Regions from separate parts of the Mus musculus genome. Here region 1 is linked to region 2. A link is a contact called in public promoter capture Hi-C data. All regions are on one chromosome and are shown on one strand. Each heading gives the region's core, a stretch centred on a gene start, on an enhancer-like site or on the middle of the called end of the contact. The rest is flanking DNA. Distances are from core to core; before and after follow the strand shown.

Evidence for each region. Promoter capture Hi-C pulls out the DNA fragments that hold promoters and counts their contacts.
Region 1: a promoter capture Hi-C map of second pharyngeal arch cranial neural crest shows a contact between it and region 2. The contact joins the promoter of Kmt2b here to the promoter of Zfp446 in region 2. A contact is called at or near these places in 3 of 39 promoter capture datasets (cranial neural crest, pre-B cells and second pharyngeal arch cranial neural crest).

Annotation. Positions count from the first base shown.
Region 1 is chr7:30,587,406-30,590,341 of GRCm38.p6, forward strand. It overlaps Kmt2b (lysine (K)-specific methyltransferase 2B), which reads right to left and starts at 1,321. Exons shown (of 37, transcript NM_029274.2): 1 at 950-1,321. The coding sequence starts at 1,312. Zbtb32 (zinc finger and BTB domain containing 32) reads right to left here. Exons shown (of 6, transcript NM_021397.2): 6 at 2,276-2,802. The coding sequence ends at 2,525. It overlaps Gm32082 (a long non-coding RNA gene), which reads left to right and starts at 1,374. Exons shown (of 3, transcript XR_003946734.1): 1 at 1,374-1,914; 2 at 2,114-2,200; 3 at 2,809-2,936. Mir3569 (microRNA 3569) reads left to right here and starts at 1,975; the gene lies at 1,975-2,032.
Region 2 is chr7:12,976,134-12,979,370 of GRCm38.p6, forward strand. Zfp446 (zinc finger protein 446) reads left to right here and starts at 1,715. Exons shown (of 6, transcript NM_175558.4): 1 at 1,715-1,979; 2 at 2,865-3,237. The coding sequence starts at 1,719.

The DNA.
Region 1 (2,936 bases), core at 71-2,570, about 18 Mb after region 2:
TGCAGATATGATAGTTATCGTCCACCTTAACATACTCCTCCTCATTTACCAAAGAACTTAAAAGACTGAGGCAAGGTCAGAAGGAATAAAGGTACAAGGCGTTCTTGAACCAGACCATTCCAGCACAGCCATCAGTAATTCACTAGCCCAGAAGAAAACACTAGAGGGTCTCCTCGAGTTAAGCAATAGGCATTACAATGAGGGCTAATTCCAACTTAAAACAAAGTAGGTCCTCCATTTACACCCTTGCAGGGCATTCTTAAAAATGGGGAGTGTTTGGGGGAGATGAGAGGTGGAGCAGATGGTTTATCATATTAGAATCCACTCTGAGCCCTCAGAGGACAGCTAGCTCTCCTAAGCAATAGAATCCACACCCTCCTGCCTTCTCCAAAAGGCTGAGAGGGATAAACCATGACTGCACTCACTCCAGATTCAAGACTCAGCATTCATTCTATCCCTCTTCAACCCGCGCCTAAGAAGCCTCCACCACTCTACCTTAGAACCAGAGAGCAACTGGGGCCCTGGTGGAACCAGGGCAGGGATATGTCGCGGATTTTAAGGGCCAAGGAGGCAGCCTGCAAGTAAGAGCCCAGGAGGCTCTCTAGCCTTGGTCAATTAAGGCCACGCTGCTGCTGTCAACCACCGCTGGTCCGGCATGCAATCCCTATGGCCTCTTCACCCACTCCTGTCCTGCTCTGCCATTGCTACCGCGAAAGATCAGCTCAGGACACCAATTGGGCTCCAGGCGTCTAGCTGCAGTCAGGGTTTCTCTGATCACTTTCAAAGGCCCTAGCTACCCAAACGCTCCACGCAGCCTGCTTCCTTCGTGCTTCTTTCCAGGAGCCCCGAGAATCCCACTTGTCCACAACACCCTTCGGAGCTATCCGGAGCCCTGCAAGCCCCTGGCCTCCGCCCTACCCGGCGCTAGAGACACCTCCGACCGCCTCACCTCCTCCTCGGATTCCCCGTCACTGCTCTCTTCCTCCGGCATGCAGCCTCGGTTCGGGCCCCAGCCCCGTCCCCGGCCGCGGCCTCGGCCTCGCTGAACTCGCGCACCAGCCCACAGGCGGCGGAGCCGGCGCAGGCCCCGGCGAAGACCCAGCAAACGGAGCAGGGCCGTGTCCTCCCCGGGCTCGGCTCCTCCCGGCCCCGCCGCGCCGCCACCGCGCCGCAGGGCTACCCGCACTCTTTCGGCTCCGTTGCCTCGGCCGCCGCGGCCCCCGCCCCCGCCGGAACCCCGCGGCCGGCCCGGGAAGCGGCCCCGTGCGGAGCCAGGCCCGGGGCAACTGCCGCCGCCCGCCGCCGCCGCCATCTTGGCACCGTGAGAGGGGCCGGGGAGGCGGGGGGAGGGGCAGCCCGTGCGCAGGGCCGGGGGGGAGGGGAGAGGAGGGGAGGAGGGGCAAAGCGGGGCGGCTGCGGCTCACGACAACAACCAGCGCCGCTGTGGGGCGGGCAGGAGCCGGGGGCTGGGCTGGCCACGCGCGGGGCACCACGGGAGCAGGAGTCCTGGGCCGGTCGGCCGTCACCCTCCAGCCGCACCTGAAGAGCGGACCCCGCGTCGCGGCCTGAGAGCGGGAGGCGCAAGGTCTTCTGGGGAATGTAGTCCAGTCGCCTTGCTCCTTCCGCCGACAGCTGGGGCGCGAGAACTGGGAATACCGGGTTGGCGACAGAGACCAGGAGAACCAGTTCCTGGTCTCCAGGAGGTGTGGTTCCCGGCTCAGACTCCTCCCATTGTTCTAGTCGGAACTAGCGACCTGCATGGACTACCATTCCCAGGGTCCTTCCCAGGGTACCGTTGGCTTCGGACCCTGGGAACCCGACGGACACACAGTAGACGAAGTTAGCTATTGCGCTAGGCGTTGGCTGAGGGGAGGGCGGCGGCGCTGGATTAGTCTCACTTCCAGGCGCAACCCGGTAGCCGCATTGCCCGGCGCGGAGGGGAGATGCTGGAGAGGCTAGTCTTCCGTCCCTTACTCGGAGGAGAGCAGACCGGTGGTCGAAATCCGGACCTCAGTCTGCGCTCCTCTCCAGCCCTAGACTACGCGCGCGGTAGATTGCTGTGGGAGGAACCAGAGTCTTGGGGCGCCTCAAAGCCACCTTTCCTCTCCCGCAGGGTCTGGAGCGCCTTTGCCGCGTGCTGCCCTCGGGAATTATACGAAGCCCCCCGGAAGGAGAAGTGTGACCCTCTGTTTATTGAATGGTGAATGGCCAGCAGGGGCCGCTACAGGGCAAGGGTGGAAACCCCCTAGCACAGAGGAAAAGTCTGGACTCGTCCTGACTGGAGCACAGGAAACTTTATTATAGTGATGAAATTGACAGTCCCCAGTTAATCTTCACCGAGTTAATTGTCCTTTAACTCGGGCTCGCCAGGCCGAGGCTTCTGCAACTCGCTTGTCCCGGAAGGGTTCGTAGCTCCTGTCTCGCAGTTCTTCTGTGGTTAAATTTGCCAGGCCGCCCTAGCTGAGCCCTTCTGCCTTTCATTCTTTGGACTCTTTGTCAAGCCAGAGAAGCTACCAACACCCGGTCAGGTGGCAGCAGAGGAGGTAGGACTACCGGGAGAGCTGGAGGCCCGGGTCGGCCTCGAGGAAGAGTAGAGGAAGGTGGAGCGTATGGTCCATCCAGGCGGCAGCCGGCTGGGCGAGTGGCCACGCATGTGCGCCTGCATGGAGGCCAGGCTAGGGCAGCCAGCCCTGCACAGAGGGCATCGATAGGGAGCAGCCCCATGTGTCCTCAGGTGCTTGGTCATGGCAGAGAAATCCCGGGAGCGCTGAGGACAGAGGCTACAGGAGAAGGGCTTCTCTCCTACAGGTGGAGGAGAAAGCCAGAGAAGGAAGAAATGGGCGAAGGCTCTCCAAGCTAGGGGTGCGTCGAGCAATAGGGCAAGGGAGGAGCTGGCAGGCCGGCGATGGAAACGAAAAAGATAAATTCACACTGGG
Region 2 (3,237 bases), core at 465-2,964:
GCCTCCTGAGTGCCCTAATCAACTTTTTACCTTAAAATTTATCATTTCTAAGATCACACATGGGCTGGAGAGATGGCTCAGTGGTTAAGAACACTGACTGCTCTTCCAAAGGTCCTGAGTTCAAATCCCAGCAACCACATGGTGGCTAACAACCATCTGAAATGAAATCTGATGCCCTCTTCTGGAGTGTCTGAAGACAGTAACAGTATAGTTACATATAATAAATAAATATTTAAAAAAAAAAAAAAGATCACACACAGTTAGGCAAGAACGACTGGTGACCAAAATGTCTCCCCAATCCAAGAGGAAACTTGAACACCCCAGTACCATAGACCTAGCTATCTGTTATAAATTTTATTTTGTTACCCTAAGAGCTAGGTCAGTAGGTCACCACAGGCCCTCTACTTTAAGACAGCTGAGAGGCTAACCTGGGGGAACTTAGATCCTGCCTCAAAAGATAAAATGTTTCATGGTTACATTGGCCAACCTAATATAACCATTATAATTAAGGACTGAGTTGGGGCTAGCTCAATGATAGTTTACCTATTAAATATGTGGTCTTAGATTTAATGGCCTGAACAAGGGAGAAATAAAGATGGTAATGGTCATGTCAAGCCCAGGGGTAAGATGTATACCATCACAAGACTCAACCAGGTCTATCCTGTGGCACATAGAAGGCTTAGAAACCAGCCTAGCAGGGAGGTGAGCACTAGAACAAAGGTGTTTCCAAGAGAGCTTTCTGGGAACCCCCTTAGGCCCCCTTAGCGCTTCTCCTCAATAGGTAGGTGGTGAGAGTTGTGTCCAGAGAATCTGTAAAAGACAAATTCTACCGACAGAACTGCTCAGGAGTTTTGGATGTAGAGAACCGCTGCTCTCTACAGTAGCTGCCAAGGAGAAGGTTCCTGGGTAGCAGAAGAAACCCAAGTAGGCAGATCGAGTTCAGGATTGAATGGTTTATATCACAGTCCAGCCACTTGATATGTGGAAATAAAACTAAGCCCATCTGCAATTAAGCTAAAAAGCCTCTAACTGTCGGATATGGGGGCCCATGCCTTTAATCTCAGCGAATGGGAGAAAGACTGGCAGAACTATTGAGTGAGCTCCAGGCTAGCTAGTAGGGTCTACAGAGTGAGTTCCAGGACAGCCAAGGACTTTTATTCTTTAAAGGCCCCATTCCCCCACAAACAAACAAAATGCCATCAACTGCCCATTGGGAGAAAAAAAATAAATATAAGTCATCTTGTCTAACTACATCCTCCTAAGTAAGGGTTGAGTATACCTCGTAATTTTAATCAGAAACCTCCGTCCTTATTTTCAGTAATGTTATCTGAAGACTATTAGTGAGGGTTGGTAATTACATGGTTACCTCCTCTGAGCACTTGTTCACCTGTAGGCCTACTGTCTCCACAATATCCAGGGAGCTTAACGGAGATCCGATGGAGGCCATACTGAGTTTTTCTCGCCCACCACCGCCTTTCACCTGGATTCCCAACGGGATTGTCTAGAACAGTCTGGACTCAAGAGGCCAAGGAGCCTCCACCTAGGCCTTCTCCGAGGCAGGGGGACCCTTACAGCTTAACTCAGAGAACAGCAAGAGGCCCTAAGTTGTGCGCTAGCTGTTACCTAGGAGACACAAGGAGCGAGAGTCCTTCCGGGAGCGCTAGCTCTGATTGGTCAGGATGCCTCTCTGGCCAATAGAAACCAGGTCCGTTGCGCACATGCGTAAGGAGGCTAACCCACAGTCGGCTCCGTCCTACGTGAGTCCTACGGCTGCGGTTGCAAGAGAAGAACGGCTGCCAAGTCAGGAGTGGGAACCCCCCCCGGAACTCTGCAGCAACGCGACCCCAAGGAGAGGAGCGAAGAGTCTCGCGCGTGAGAGGCCTTGGAAGCGTGCTGTCGTTCTTGCTGAGGCTCACGGGAGACGTAGTCCGAGCGAAGGGGGCCGATCCGGCGGAGCAGATGCAGGATTGGCCGGGCTGGTAGGGCAACGCGCGAGGCGGGGCGTTCTCTGAGTGGCAGTGGGACGTGCTCGGTGTCACTTCCTGGAAGTGCCCCAACCTCCTGGGGCTCTCCCACGCGTCAGAGGTGAGCTCACTCCTAGCTGGGCGGGCGCAGCTTCATAATCCGGCTCCTCGGATCACCGAGAGCACCTCCCAGCCGTCGGACCCACCCCTTTCCTGTGTCAGAGCCTGACACCCCAACTCTTGAGTTTCTCCAGAGCAGGACGGATGTCCCAAGAGAGCCGATTTAAAACCAGAATCTTAAGAGCTGGGACACAGGTTCCAGTTTACAACTCCACACAAAACGGGGCTGTTTGATTTTGGCTTTTGTTTCAGGGTTTCACATGCGTAGTAAGCTGAGGCAGTATGAGGCATCCACAATTCAGCTGCGATCAGCGAGCTGTGCCTCCCAACCCATAATAAGCTCCTGAGAATGCACCCAGGCTTTCAGCTCTGCCCCAGGTCTTGTACCTGTGTCTCAGAGCCAACTCTTCAGCTAGCACAGTGGTCTGCCTCCTGTCTGAAGCCTCAGGGCTCCAGGTCACCCAGGATGATGGTCCCACCCCCCTTCCCTCCGTGTCCTGCTTGACCCTTTGTCTACTGGATGAGCCACTTTCATCTCCCAGGAGCCCTGTGTTGTACCCAAATGTTTGAGCCCGTCATTTGCAGTTTTCTAGAAGGTCCCTGGACATTCCACCCAGTCATTTATCTTCAAAACAAAATACAGCTGCTCAACTGCTGTGGGGCTGCACCTCCCATGACCTTCTTTGAAGTTCTCCTGGCCTCAGGGTTCTCTTTTCCGGCTTCTAGGAGGGGTCTGGTGTGTGTCTTCTGACCTTAGATGACATTCTTCCTTTTCTGTAGGTCCCTCTGTCACCTCCAAAAAGACCCTTCAAAACAAGAATGCCATCTCCTCGGGGTACCCCACACCTATCCCTCAGAGACTCCAGGACCACCCTTGAGGAGCCTGAGGCTGCACGACTCCGTTTCCGGGGTTTCTGCTATGAGGAGGTTGAGGGACCCCGAGAGGCACTGGCCCAGCTTCGAGAGTTGTGTCACCAGTGGCTACAGCCTGAGTCATCCTCCAAAGAACACATAATAGAGTTGCTGATTTTGGAACAGTTCCTGGGTGTGTTGCCCCCTGAGATCCAGGCCTGGGTTCGAGGGCAGCGACCAGGAAGCCCCGAGGAGGCCGCAGTTCTTGTTGAGGGGCTGCAGCATGATCCTGGGCAGCTGC